Regions from separate parts of the Anas platyrhynchos genome. Here region 2 is linked to region 1. The links are chromatin contacts, called in public Hi-C maps. All regions are on one chromosome and are shown on one strand. The core of a region is the stretch at or near the end of the contact, and the rest is flanking DNA. Distances in the headings are between cores, read along the strand shown. Region 1 overlaps PRKCE (protein kinase C epsilon). Region 2 holds the start of PRKCE (protein kinase C epsilon).

What was found. Hi-C and Micro-C count contacts between places; a contact is called where the count stands out from the background.
Region 2: a Hi-C map of liver shows a contact between it and region 1, with 4 times the contacts expected there. The contact joins the promoter of PRKCE here to the enhancer-like site in region 1. A contact is called at or near these places in 3 of 8 Hi-C or Micro-C datasets (liver, skeletal muscle and subcutaneous adipose tissue).

Annotation. Positions count from the first base shown.
Region 1 is chr3:39,563,100-39,565,799 of IASCAAS_PekinDuck_T2T, forward strand. All of the region lies in intron 2 of PRKCE (protein kinase C epsilon), which reads right to left. Among named protein-coding and RNA genes, the nearest start is that of EPAS1, 150 kb to the left of the region's middle. Within about 2 kb of position 1,287, at least 1 of the 8 cell types and tissues checked has an H3K27ac peak or open chromatin away from gene starts, as enhancers often do.
Region 2 is chr3:39,717,751-39,720,450 of IASCAAS_PekinDuck_T2T, forward strand. It overlaps PRKCE (protein kinase C epsilon), which reads right to left and starts at 1,440. Exons shown (of 15, transcript XM_005009801.6): 1 at 205-1,440. The coding sequence starts at 552.

The DNA of each region.
Region 1 (2,700 bases), core at 37-2,536:
CTTCGTGCTGCAGATAATTTCTCAAACTCAGTGACAAAATTAAGAGAATCTGTCCTGCAAACTTCAGATCATTTTAACAAAGGACTGACTGTCATAGAAAATAACTTCACTCCAACTTATTTCCTCACTGCATTCTGAATCTTAGGGATAGATCCAAACCTTGGCACAAATTCGGAAAAAAATTATGCAGAACAGCAGTTCCCAGAAATCCTTTTTTTATTTCAGCAGAGTCAAACAGCTCAAGACAAAAGGAGAGCTGGGGTTGCCTCGCAGTGTGAACAATAAACGCCTGCTTAAAAAAAGCTCAAAAAATTCTGCAGGTTGGAGAAAGATTTATACCCATAGAGTAGACTGCACTGTTAACTGCCATTCAGGACCTCAAGCTTCCTCATGCAAATGTCAGAAACAACTTCTGTATCCTGTACTAGGGAATTAGCACAGCTTGGTCGTTTGGGCCAGCTCCTTCTGTTTTCCATCTTCTATCCCCTTTTAAATTTCCCACTGCCCCTGCCGCATCACATTCCACACGTCTATCCCAAGACACCGGCCAAAAAGAGATGAGAGACTGCCAGCACTGAAAGCTTAGATAAAACCACTGTGCTCCATCAGCTTGTTCTGCACAAGGGGCTTCTGCCTCGGCTAGCATTTGTGTCCGAATTCCCCTCTTCTGAGCCACTGTTCTTTCTGTCCCTTCCTTCACTCTCAGCTTTGCTTCTCTTTTTTCACACCACTTCTGGTACAAGGAAAAGTGTCCCAAGTGTGGCCCACATTCTGAGGACCTAAATACTATTTAAATCCATCGGCTACGGGGCTCCTATTGCTGGGGCACCTCCAAAAGTAGGAAGGCAGCTGGTAGGGAACACAAGGTAAAGTCACTTGGATAAGTTAGGCTGCTCGACTTTACTGTTCTTCCCCTTCTCTTGTTCAAAACAATGTTGTATCTCCAGTATATTCCAGGCAACATTTACGATGCAAAACCAAACTGCTCTGTTTACTGTACTCTGAGTGCTATTAGACTGTAAATTGTTAGGGGAAACCAATAATGGAAAAGTTTATTACAACATTCTGCATAAACCTCACCAAACATCTCATCTAACATTATCATTGTTTACTTGCCACATTTGCTATCACAGACTGCTACTGAAGGACAGTAATTTTCTTTGTTTTAAAATGAAGAAACATTTCATTTAGCAATTTTCACCCTTTTTGACATATTACATAGCCTATGCCAGGGCATCAATGCTGAGTACAAAGTAAGACTCCAGAGGGAGCAGAAGGGCTGGAACCAGGCTGCTCCATCAGCCTCACTCACAAGCACAGTGGCAGAATCATCAGGAACCAAAAATTGTCACCTCTGAGATGCAGAAGGGACACTGCACATCCAGAGCAGGTCTTGTGCCTGTGCTCCCTTGCTCCCTTAACCTAACAGCGACTTAACAGTGACTATTATTTTGATAGGATTTTTTATTTATTTATTTATTTAATTTTTTTTTTTTTAGGGACAAGGGCATCTCCTGAGTAATCAAAATGCTAGCCATTACAGCACCTGTCTTTTATGGCTCAAGGGAAAGGGAACCTATAAGAGAGAAAGCCACAGACACACTAACAAGGATGGGTGACCCCAACTGTTTTTGTGCCTAAGTGCTCTGGCATTTATTTATTTTTTTTTTATGTCCAGACTGAGAACAGAAATACTGGAAAAGTCACAAATTTTCCAGCATGAATTTGCCTAGCTTCCAGCAATAGTAACAGCACTTGCGGCTGTTCCTTGTCTTGTCTGTGATTTGGACAAGGCACTTGTATTTGTAAATGCTCATATAATACCTTGAAACAGCTTTCAACTCACTGTCAATACACTACATACAGCTTATGACCTCGCTTTGTATCATGACAAAGAATGGAGGTCAACCGCATTCAGCAAACGCACATACAAAGCAGCCTACATTATACGTTTTAATTATTCATCCACAGGCCGCTGATCTAATGCAATGGTTGTGTGAAGTAACACAGTCTAAATGTCTGCACAGACTCCTCTTTTTTTTTTTTTCCTAACCAGTGAAAGACATGAATCGGAATTCATTTAAAAAAAAAAATCTTCTCAGTGACATATTATTGGATCTTTTACATCTTGTCTCTCTGCAAGCCTGATTGATGTGCACAGAGCTCTGTGCTACCATTACCAGACCATCTCGGTTCATTGAAAGCTCATTCAGAAATCTTTCAGAGACATTAGGCGGGTTGGGACTACTACAGTGAGATGAATTATTTCTTCCATGAACCAAATATCCATTACAAGATTGCTCCTCCTCTCTTTCCCATAGCTCATGCCCACAGAAAACCAACCTCCTCTGCCAGTGTTTCTCAATCTGGTCTGTGGCCCACTTCAGTTAAGAGCCATATTGTGCTCATACTCAGAGGTCTGGCTGTCAAAACTCTTTATAATCTGTACCAGTATTCCTTAAATACCAGTGTTTCAAGAGAGTTTATTGGCGCAGTTTTCATGAAGACTCCCAGAAGAGCTACTAAACCAGCCTTCCTCGCTCCCCCGGCAAGGAAACCAGGCTCCAGACTCAGTGGTGGGGCCACACCTGCAGCACCTGGCAGGGCTCTCTGCACTGCTGTGCACAGGAATTACTGGTAATCGCAGTTTGCACTTGTGCAGCATTGACACACAATGGAAGAAGTAAATATTGTGCTCTT
Region 2 (2,700 bases), core at 190-2,689, 150 kb after region 1:
CTTTCTTCCCGTGTCTGTGGACCACATGCATCAGACACACAGTAACCATGACTATCTCAGTATAACAAAGCATGGAAATAATGAAAAGCCTCCAGAGCTATTACATGCCCTTGGCAACCCAGCTCTGCAATACAGATGTTGCACCCAGAGCGGTGCCACTGCACATCATGTGCACACGTCCGTACCTGCGGCGCGAACACTCACCCAGTCCTCAAAGTGGCGGCTCCCGTTCTGCAGCAAGTCCTCAAACTGGATAGTGCAGTTAGCTACAAAATCGTCGTACCCGATGGGGGCATCGTGGAAAACAGCCATCTCTATCTTCCTGCCGTTGCAAACGTCGGTGACAAATTCGTCGTTCCAAGCGGGACTGTTGGTCTTCTGCTTGGTGGAGGTCTGCCCGATCCTGGAGTCGTCCACATTGAGGGCTATGTAAGGGTCCAGCAGAAAGGTCTGTGGCCTGGGACCCACCGCATGCCTCAGCGACCACGCCGTGGGTTTCAGATTCACCGCCTCGCAGATCTTGATTTTCAGCAAGCCATTGAAAACCACCATGGCTGGACGGCTGCACTTTTCCTGGGATCAAGCACTCGCACAACGCGCTCGCACAGAGAGGGAGGGAAGGAGGGAGGGAGGGAAGGAGGGAAGGAGGGAGGGAGAGAAGGAGGGAGGCAGGGAAGGAGGTCTCGCCAATAAATAGGGGGGCAGGTCTGAGGGGGGGAGCGGGACGCAGCGCGGCTCCGACCCTCGCCGTGCCGCTACCTCTGGTTATTTAGCCTTTGCTCTTGCGACACCCAGTGAATGCATTTATTTTCTCGCCCGTGTTTCTAACGGAAAACAAGGGAGGGGGGCCGCAGGGGAGGGGGAGGCGCCGGCGGCTGCACAAACCCCCCGAAAAGCCGGGCAGGGCAGAGCCGGGGGGCGAGCGAAAGCCTCCTCCCTCCTCCTAGACCATAATCCCGGCTCGGGCCGTGCGAGGGAGGCAGCGCCGCGACCCGAGGCTCCCGCACACGCCAGCCCTGCCCCGGGGCAGCCCCGCAGCGCTCCGCACACACACACAGACACACACACACACACACTCACACGCACAGAGACACCCGCACGAGTCACCGGCCGCCCCCCCAGCCCTGCCTACGGCTCAGCCTCCGCTCAGCAGCAGCAGCAGCAGCAGCAGCAGCAGCAGCCATCCACCCGGGGACCTTCCATCCGCGCCGCAGCCCGCAGCAGCAGCAGCGGCGGCGGCAGCAGCAGCCCCCGCGCCTCCTCCTCCTCCTCGTCCTCCGCCAAGGCCGGGGACCCAGCGCGGCCACCCCCGCGCATGGGGCGCGGAGAGGAGCGGAGCGGGGCTCGGCGGGCTCCGGCTGGGCGGCCGCCGCCCTGGCGATGGGCAGAGCCGCCGCCTCCTTCCCTCCCTCCCTCCCTCCGTCCTTCCCTCCCCGCCTCCCGCCGCCGCTCCGCCGCTCGCTCCCGTGCAGGAAATGCGCAAAAGACGTCAGTGTGCGAGCGGAGTGTGTGTGTGTGTGTGTGTGTGTGTATGTGTGTGCGTGTGTGTGTGTGTGTGTAAGTGAGTGTGTGTGTGAGTGTGAGTGTGCCAGCGGCTGGGCGCCCAAAGTTTGGCTGGCTGGCGTCGGGTGGGGGGGGGGGGAGCAGCGCAGCCCGCGGGGGGCCCCCGGCTGCGCCCGCCTTTCCTCAGCCCTCGTCTCTCGTCTTCCTCCGGGCTGGCCTCCGCGCACTTTTTTTTTTTTATTTATTATCATTTATTATCGTTTACAGCTTTGTTACGGTCGCCGCTGTCGTTGTATTTCCTTCCCTCGTCCCCCTCACGGGATAAAAGTGGCGTAGGAAGAAAAAAAAACAAAACAACACACACACACAAACCATCCCCAACCGCCTTCCTCCCCAGCCCCTCAGGTTTTATTCAAGCACCCGACCGCCCCTCTCCTCCTCCTCCTCCTCCTCCTCCTTCCTCCCCGCCTCGCTGCTCCCCGCGGGTTTTCCGCCCGCCCCCGGCCGGGCCCTGCCTCCCCTCTCCCTCACAGCGCCGCCCTCCGGCGGCCTCCCCGCCGCGCCCCGGCCCCGACCCCCGCTGCTCCGGCCCCTCACGGCCCCGCTTCCTCAGCGGGGCCCGGCGGCAGGCAGCGGCTCCCCCGCCGGGGAAGCGGCCTCGCACCGCCCGGGACAAGGCCGGGAGGCGCCGTCAGAAGGTGGCGGCCCGGCCCGGCCCGGCCCGGCCCGGCCCGGCGGGGCTGCGGGTCACCTGCCTTCCCCCCGCCCCGGCGCTTCCCCCGCAGGAATCGTCGCTGCTGGGTGTGGGAGATGCTGAAAGGAGCCCGGGGGGGGTCTTGTAAAAGGGTGTATGTGCCTCGTTATCGAGCTTATCGCGTAAGATTTCAGTCATGTTCATCGCCATGGTGCTGACAACTGCAGGGAATAACCAGGAAACTACAGCTCTCCCCTCCCCTGCACAAACGTGCATAGACGTGGGCTCCACTTGGTTTCCTCTAGTGAAAAAAATATCGCTGCCTTGTTTATTTTTAGTTACTGATCTTGCCAGCTTTTTTTGTGAGAAAGTCATCAGGATGGACGTAGCCCTCGCACGGTCTTTGAATTCACTTTCATATCAGAATGAAAATCCAGGGCCAGCTCTGCTATGCAAGGGGTGCATCGGCAGTTCAGGCGAGGTGAGAAGCAGCAGCCTGCTGC